Linked DNA regions of Mus musculus: region 2 is linked to region 1. A link is a contact called in public HiChIP or PLAC-seq data. All regions are on one chromosome and are shown on one strand. The core of a region is the stretch at or near the end of the contact, and the rest is flanking DNA. Distances in the headings are between cores, read along the strand shown.

Region 1 (4,492 bases), core at 1,007-3,506:
AGTAGTGTGCAGAGAGACTGTCTTTTTATCTCAGTTAATGATGAGATAATACTTCAAGGAAACCTGTGAGGGACACTTGTCAAAAGTGATGAGTCTTTAGGGGCTAGAGAGATGACTCGGCGGTTAAGAGCATCTTTTCCAGAGGTGCTGAATTTGGTTCCAAGAACCCTCATTCTGGCTCACAACCAGCTCTAACTCTGGTCCCAGGGGATCTGTCACCTCTTCTGGCCTCCAGCTGGTATTGCACACACAGGGTACACATACATGCAGGCAAAACATCCATACACATAAAATTAAATGAAGACAAAGTCTTTGTTGTTCATCTTGGCGAAGAGAACAATTATACCTCAGTGTATCTTTTTAAGCCATCTCTTCTGAAGTCATATTGAATTACAAAACACATTACACGAGCAGGTGGACAGACTAGTTCGTTTGTTCACTTTATTTGGGTGTTCCTAGTTTCCAACCATCTGTGAATAAGTAACAAATGACTGTGTATTAGGCACTTTCTCTTCCCAGTGGCAAAATACTGGAGACAAACAATTTACAAGAAGGAAAGACTTCTTTTGGCGTCAAGTTTCAGAGATTTTTAGCCTATGGTTTTTTGGTCTTGTGCTTCAAGCTACTGTCTTGGAGGATGCTGGTAGGAGACCTGTATACTGCGTGGAGACTGAGGGAGGAGCTAGTCTCATCATACACCCTTCAGTGGGACCCCTCCATGGACCCAGCTTCCTTCTACTGGGTCCCACCTCTGACTTAAAGTGCTTACCCCTACCAATAGGGCACACACAGGGTTCCTAGGCACATCTTATCTCCAACTTACACTCACTGACCCCTTCAGACTTCAGAGTACAGTTCCTAAAAACAGGTCACTCTTAGTGTGGCTAGCACACTAGCTTTATGTGAGGAAACAACACAGACATGTCTATTTTCTTGAATCAGTATATTATAGAAATCCATGGTTATAGGTGTTATTTACAGGGGTTGGATCCTACCCAAGGCCACCTTCTGAGTTAGCAGCCTTGTCCTCGGGCCTCGCTCAATCAGAAGCCATCTTTAACAATCTGCCATTTTAGAAGAATGGATTTACATTCAGAAGAATCTATTTACCTTTAACTGATGTTCTTTGTTATTTGCATATTTATGCACAGCAGTGTTGACAAACATGCATATTGCCAAGGAAACTTTAAATTTTCACCCCCAGAGCCATAAAGATGAAGAGTCCAGATCATTCATCCCCAATGACTTGGAGTAATTTATTTATTTTTTTCTGTGATTAATACACTAAAGTATAAATTACTGATTTATTATTGGTGTTGGTAACATTGACATACATACACATCTACTGGTAACTATTTAGTACCAACCACCTTGTCCTACCTCCAACTACAGTTCCCTAAAATAATTTGAGACAGGCCTTCATGTAGTCCAGTGTGACTCACGGACTCCCTAAGTAGCCAAAGCTGGCCTCGAACTTCTGTTCTTTCTGCTTCCAGCCCCTGAGTATTACAGGTGGATACCATCTCTGTCGGGGTTTACTCAGTGCTGGGGAAAGCACTATATTAGGTGAGCTACATCTGCAACCCAGTCATAAGTCATCAAAAATCACGTTTCAGGACTCTCAGGTTAAAATGTCCATTCAAGTTACCCTTGTTCATTTGAATGTCAAAGCTTCTCTTCTTGCCCAAGGATATTGTGCATAGTTTCCCCCTTAGATTCCCTTTTGTATTGTTTCAAGATAGTATCAACCACAAAGCGCTCCCAACGCTGTGTGGTGTAAACGTTGAATAAATAAAACCACGAGATTAGCAACAATATCTCTGACGAACGCACTGGCTCATTTTAATTTAGAGGGCGCCAGCCCCACGTCAGTGAGGGATTCAAAAGCTACCGGGACAGCACCTCAGGCCAGAATCGTGAGCACCTTGGCGCCACTAAAGTTTCAGTACACGGTCATCCTGGCAGCAAGGAGAGGAGCCTTGGCTTGTTTAACACAGTCCCTCAGTTTTCTAGGTAGCTGCTCGGTTGCCTGGAATCTGCAGATTATTTTTTTCCTCGCTTGCTGCACAGGGCCTGATCCGTACCCCGGGCGGCGCCGGGACAGGTGAGCCTGGCGGCGGCGACCTAAGAACGTGCTCAGGTGTCAGGGTCCCGCTCATAGCGCGTGGCTCAGGCCAGGTGCGGGCGCCCAGGTGCGCGGCGCGAGGCTGCAGCTGCTCTGGGTCCCCGACAGCGGGCGCCGCTGCGGCAGCGGCCGAGCCGAGCGCCTGGGCTGCGCGACTCCGGGCAGCTCCTTGGCGATCGGCCCCCACCGGGTGGCCAAGAACTCCGCCCGGGGGCGCCCCGGGGTCCCTGTTGCTGCGGGCGCCGAGGGGGCGGTTCCGGTCCGGACCAGCGAGGGGCGAGGGAAACACCCCGGGAGCCCCGCGCCCTGGCACCATGAGACCCGCCGCGCCTCCTCCCGGGTCCGGAGCTGTACAGTGTGCTCGCTGAGCCCCCTGCGGTCGCCGCCTCGTAGAGTGGCACCAAGAAGGTGGAAGAGGAGGAGAAGGCGACACTCGGGAGAGCAGTGCCCGGACAGATTTGGCCGCTCCTCCACCCCCCGAGAGCTGGCGACTCCCGGGTTCCCCAGCCTTATCATGAGCCGGGCGCCAGCCGGGCTTTAGGAGAAACTGAGACGCCGGAGCGAGTCGAGACAATTCTTTGGTTGCTAAGGTAATTGTAGTTGGACAAAAAAGGGACAAGAAAAGAACCCGGAGGAAAAGGAATGGAAGCCGCACCCGCGCCCCGATCTGTGTGGCTTGCATTCCTCGGGGGTGGGCGCTTGTCCATTTCGGATGCGTGACAGGTGCGGGTGTGTGTCTGCAGTTTGGGACTGTGCAGGGCGAGCTTACGTAAGTGACTCGGCGAGCTGGCATGCGGACTTGTGTGGGATGGGTGCAGGTCTGCGTGGAAATCGCCTTCCCGGCTTTGGGGTGGGACGCGCTCCGAGCCTGGGCCTGGAGGGCGTGCGGGGCCCCGAAGGCTTTCTCTTCTTCCCAGCCATCCGCTCGGAGAGCGCAGGTGGGGGAATCTACCTCCAGCAACTTTTCCTGAGAATAAGCTCCCGATTTGTGGGTTGAAAGGGCGAGGCTCCGTGGTGAGGTGAGGACCGCAGGGGCGGGTGGTGAGGTCTGAGGCTTGGGAGTTGCTTTCACAGACGGTAGGTATAGGCTTTTCTGAGCAGGTCAGGCTGCTTAAAAAGTGTGATGAGGGAAGTGACCCAGAAAATTTAAATTTGTTCAGAGGAAAAGCTGCGGGTTTTCATTCTTTTTTAATTTGACAAAGTGGGTGCGTTTTCTCTCTCACGGAGACAGTGGCATTTCTAAGTCTGCAAATAAATTGAACATGTTTTGAATCTCGTTGGTTTGGAATTATTCTCGCAGCATCAGTGCCTGCTTAGAAACTGGACCTGTAGGTAAGTTCTGATAAAAGCCCTTTAGCAGCCCTAAAGGAAAACTTGAAAGGCAACCAGGAGGAGGTTAAAGCCCACCATTTCATCTTTTTCTCTCCAGGGAGAATGGGAGAGTAAGACCTGGGTTGGTGTTTATCAGGCTGTTAGAGGATGGGTTGCCAGTATGTGCGCGATGCGTCGAAGCCCTTTGCTGTCCGAGGATAGTACACTATAAACAAGGCTCCCACAAGTCAGTTTCACAACTAGGTAGATGGGCAATTGTGTGGAGTTGGATCTGGGCTGCCTGAAAGTTTCTGTGACTTCTATATTTATTCTTGCTCTGAACTTACTTTGCATTAGAAGGGACGTATCCCTTCAAAGTGGAGAACAGAGGGAAACAGGACAGTTCCCACAGACACACCTTTGTAAGCCAAAGCCTTTATGCACGGGTACTGCAGAGATGATAAATTGTTTGAGTTCTTTCGCTGCTAGGGCTGTTAATCTAAATCGTGTAGCTACCGAGGTGATCTTGGGCACTGTAAGCTCCAGTGTGGGGAAAGCTTCCTTCCACTAACTCCTTCCTTCCCTAAAGCAGCTGTAGAGTTTAGAAATGTCAGCTGTCGGGAGGTATTCCGGTGAAGGTGTTTTTCTTTCCATAGTCTTAACTTTGCTCTTCATTCACCTTCTGAAATTTCAGTTAACATTCACTGAGCTTATTCTGCTGAGAGACTTTCAGTAAAACGTTTTTCTTTGAAGCTATCAATTCGTCACATCAAATCTGACAGGAAAAGGATGCCTGTGTGGCTTCGAGGTCTCTTTAAATGAGACTTATTTGTTTATTTATGATTTATGAAATCAGATAACCAACATAATTTTTTTTTCTAAATCAGCAAACACTTATGGGGAAAAAGACTCATTGGGCAATGGAATTTGCCAGTAAATTTCAAGATCTTACTGTCCCACATGAATGGACGTGTGTGTGTGTGTGTGTGTGTGTGTGTGTGTGTGTGTGTGTGTGTGAAGGCAAGATCATTCTGATCCCTTTGTTTCTGGTTTTCT
Region 2 (4,492 bases), core at 576-3,075, 110 kb after region 1:
GAGACACATTGGGTAGTCCCAGAAACGTACGAAATTTAAGGCGTATGTGTATATGCAGGGGATGTAGTGTGGTCCCTGTGTGCACTGCTTCAGTCTCTGCAAGTCTATTCAAGATGTGCTCAGTTGTTTTAGAAGTCCTTGTTCTCCTGGTGTCCTCCATCTCCTCTGACTCCCCCAGTCTGTCTGCTTCCTTCTCCACGGGGATCCCTGAGCCCCGAGGGGATGGAGTTGATGGACATCTTATTGAGAGCAGTGCATCCCAGCATCTCTGTCTCTCTGTCTCTCTCTCTCTCTCTGTCTCTCTCTCCCTCTCTTTGTGTGTGTAATGTCAGTCTGTGGGTCTCTTTATTTGTTCTCGTCTGCCGCAGGAGGAAGTTTCTTTGATTTCTCTGATGATGGATGAATAAGGCACCGACCTATGAATATAGATCAGTATCTCTGGTTCTTGGGCACCCAAGCAGAGATTTCAAAAATGTCAACTTGTATGATATATTTTTTTTTACTTCTTATTTTGCCCTACAAGAGCAGCTTTGGTTGACAATGGCTTCTATGTGTGCTTAAGAATAACTCTGAGATTCATGTTCAAGGGAATGGAAGTCTTTCTGAACATGGTGGGTTATTTTCTCAACCCATTGCAAGACTTTGACTCGCAATGTTGGCCTATGGCTTATGTATTTTAAACTATGTTCATATTATACTGCATCTGCACAGATCTGCAGTGCAGCTGTGACCACCTAATGAAGCACAACATGCTCTTAAGCTGCATTTCATGTGAGAACAAACAGTGGCTCGTCAAGCAAGCATCACAATGAGGTCGGTGGTTACATTTTGCCATGCAAACCTCATCAAGGCCATCGGGAACTGCATACCCTTTTCAGGGCACCCGTGCTAAAAGCCACATTATTATCTCTCTGGGTGTTGTGGGATAAATCCTTGGGCTGTCACGTGGCTATGCTCTTAAACGTTCCTCAAGTCCCACACATGAAAGGCTTGATTGTAAGCTGTGGAGCTGTTAAGAAGTAGTAGGGTTTTAAAGAAGTGAAGCTCTGTGAGAGAAAGTTATATCATGGTGTGTGTGTGGGGGGGGGCACCTTTGAATCACTGGTTCTATTGGCCACGTGCAAAAATGTATGCAGGATTATTTGTTTATTGTTGTGATGTTTTTAGTAATAGGGGTTGAACCTCTGGCTTTACACAGATTAGGCAAATACTCAACCACTGAGCCACATGTCCAGATCATTCTTTATGGTCTTCTAAGTTACACAGCTGGCCCTGTACTCATTCCATAGACCAGGCGGGCTTTGAACTTGTGAACCTCTGCCTCTGCCTTCATAGTGGCCAGGATGACAGGTCTTTGCACCTAGCTTCGCTCCTACCTGTTGATGCCATTTCTAATCACAACATTCTCTACGGAGATGCTCTCCAGGAAGCTTGTTCTGAAGTCACCTTCCTGTCCCCGAGGCATGTGCATGATAGCCACTTACTAGCATCCTTGAATTGCACTAAATCCCCCATCAGTGACTACCAAAGGCTTCATCCTTGGGCCCTTTGAAACTCATTCCAGTCTAGCTCAGCAGTGAATTCTGGAATTCTGGAATTCTGGATCAGCTTCACACTCCTGCCCAGTCTCTTGAAGGATGAGCTACCCTCTGCACTCGGTTTGGCCTCAGGATCACCCGCTCTGCATGCTGGGAAGTAAGCATGACATAGTTGAGTGACTGCCACTCACTCTTCCGTGGTGCAAATGTTTGCCTGTCGCTCTGATGCTGGATATCACACTGTCAAGTCATGACTCTCTTTGCCTGTCATCTTCCATGTAAGTGTTTCTGCCTGACAGGCACCGATTTATCAGCGGCATAGCTGCACTCAGCCTCTCGTAGCGTGCTCTCCTCTGAGGAATGACCTCTGTCTTCATTAGTTCAGCTGCATTCAGCTGTGCTGGCTTACAAGTGACCATCATGGCTAGGCTTGTTGACTGTGAGCAGCTCTTCCTAGAAGGAGGTCACAGTACCCTTTCCCAAGATTTCAGCTTTTTCTACCAGCCATTTGCATGTGTTTCTGCCCTAACTGAACATGGCCTCATGTACTAGACTCCAGAGCAGTGGTTCTCAACCTTCCTAATGCTGTGGCCCTCAACCCTTGAATGCAGTTCTTCATGCTGTGGGGACCCCAAGGATTCAATTTTTATTGCTATTTCATAACTGTAATTTTTCCACTGTTATGAATCATAGAGTAAATATGTAGCTATGTAGAATATCTGATATATAACCTCTGTGAAAGGCTCATTTGACCCCCCAAAAAGGTCACAGCCCACAGGTTGAGAAGCAGTGCTATAGAGCCCGAGGAAGATTAATTGAAGGCAAAAATTCTATCTATGTGCTTATGGGGAAACCATCATCTGTTGGGGTGAAATGTTTCTATTTTGGAAGCTTCGGGGTTATTCATGCACCTGTGAGCAGCACCTCACCCGTGTTCTGAAGATAAGCCCAATAAATTCATTGGCTCTCCTAGATGAAGTTCGGTGGAATGTATTGTGCATTGTTGTCAATTGGATCTTATAAACGGGGGGTAGATGTTATTTACATATCTCAGGGAAGACATTTGTGCAACACAGTCCAGTTTCCACAGACATGCTAAGGGCTCAGCAAGGTTTGTAATATCTTGTTTTAGACCATCCAACCCCTAAAATTTCTCTTGAAGTGTATGTAACAAAATAGCTGGCAATGGAGTGTAGGTGTTCAGATGCCATCTCTTGATGGCTGTGTCTGTGCTTGTGCACACACTTGGTGCCCAGTGATTACAGAGGGTCTTCTGGTAGGTTAACCATGACACAGTTCCAAAGTCCCATAATTCTTAGCGTCACCAAGAATATCCCCTCCACGGACACACTCATTTGTTCTTTATAAAAGTCTACATAGTATATATAAAAAGCATTTTTTTAAACCAGTGATATTTATGAGCATGATAAAACTTGAGGAAGGGAAATATGGCCAGGCTCCATCTACTCCAGCTCTTTGATTTAACAGATGAAGACCTTCAATTTCAGAGAGATTAAGTTACTTTCTCTTAACTCCATAGTTAGTGGCCCAACAAATTGCTTCCCAGCCAACAGTGGCTGAAAGCACCCTACCCTGTGAGAGCCGAGTCACACTGGTGAGGATGCAGTTTCCTTGACATTTGTTATCTCCAGTGTTTTATTTGTACTGTCAGGTTGTTGTGAATATTTTATTTGACCATGTCTTTTATTTTTTTTAAACTGATAACCCAGTTCCTACTATCAAATAGATATTGAATTTATATAATTTTTTCACAACTGTATGTTCAATTCCCATCCCCACCCCCACCCCCACCCCCGCCCCAGCCCCCTGCCAAGCTCTTTGAAACCAGGGCATGAAGCTAGATAGCTCTTTCCATGGTATTGTTTGGGAAGCCTTGTCTGTTCTATTTAAGGTTTTCTAGTGAAGCCTAGAAGGACTAAACCCAACAGAAGAGTCGCACCTTTGAGAGTCTGTTTACTGTGAAATACCCTGGCACTTAGAGCCAGTGCCACATTGTGTTGTAAGCCCTTTCACACTGCATTCTGAACATATGTTTTGAGAGTAGTTTCTGCTTCATTATCAAAAAGCTATGGCCTGTGTTCCCTTTTTTATGGACTTAATGCTAGTAGTATCCATCCAAAATTATAGGCCGGATCCCTAATCCCCCCTGTGATGGTCAGAGGAGCCTGCAGGAGTAGTTAGGGTTTGCTAGGTGATGATGGAGCGGTCATGATATGATTCGTGATCCTGTGAGGACTTAGGCAGAAGGTGGCTGCCCACAAGCTAGGAAAGGAGGCCCACAAAGTTGAGACCCGCTAGACCCCTTCTGGATCTTGGTGTTGGACTTCCCAGACTCCAGAGTTCTGAGAACATAAAACTGCTTTATTAAGTCACCTACTCTATTACGTCATTCCTCTGTGACATTTAGCCATCTGCTTTTGTGTATGCCATTCTGTGTGTCCATGAAATGAGGGGCATGGCTTCATATCCTCAGGGCTCTCTCTTCCCTGTCCATCAGAGCTGTGTCATGAGGGATGCTAGGCTAGAGTTCAAGCATGAGTTGTCATTAAAGCCTCTTGTTGAGGTTTGGGGGGATCTTAAGATTTCTTACATGAATCAATAGTGGGATGAGGCATGATGCTCACAGATATGTTTAGAATGTAAATACTTAATAATACTATTTTGTATTTTATATACAAATAGTCATTTGTTTGCTTTCTAAAGTTATATATAATTTTCAATGTTATATTTTACAATATATTTTCTAATATGTTTAATAGTATATTTGGTGATATATTTTAATAATATATATAGAATAATATACAACATATACGAGATATAAAATAATATCTATTTTCATATATATATAATTTTTATATTCTCATACCAATTATCAATTTTTTAATACTTTATCCATATACTTTTATGAAACCCTGACCTATGTATCAAGAACC

What was found. HiChIP or PLAC-seq counts read pairs in DNA pulled down with a chosen protein or histone mark.
Region 2: a contact with region 1 is called in an H3K27ac HiChIP or PLAC-seq map of heart atrium, with 5 read pairs. The contact joins the enhancer-like site here to the promoter of Rgs6 in region 1. A contact is called at or near these places in 1 of 39 promoter capture datasets (frontonasal cranial neural crest), 1 of 484 Hi-C or Micro-C datasets (cortical neurons), 4 of 115 datasets of contacts at active chromatin or transcription factors (embryonic forebrain, embryonic stem cells, heart atrium and 1 more) and 1 of 9 other capture datasets (adipose tissue).

What each region holds. Positions count from the first base shown.
Region 1 is chr12:82,614,669-82,619,160 of GRCm38.p6, forward strand. It overlaps Rgs6 (regulator of G-protein signaling 6), which reads left to right and starts at 2,257. Exons shown (of 17, transcript NM_015812.4): 1 at 2,257-2,715.
Region 2 is chr12:82,721,461-82,725,952 of GRCm38.p6, forward strand. All of the region lies in intron 2 of Rgs6 (regulator of G-protein signaling 6), which reads left to right. Among named protein-coding and RNA genes, the nearest start is that of Gm22149, 49 kb to the right of the region's middle. Within about 2 kb of position 1,826, at least 6 of the 459 cell types and tissues checked have an H3K27ac peak or open chromatin away from gene starts, as enhancers often do. A contact at or near this core is called in heart atrium, where this site is marked.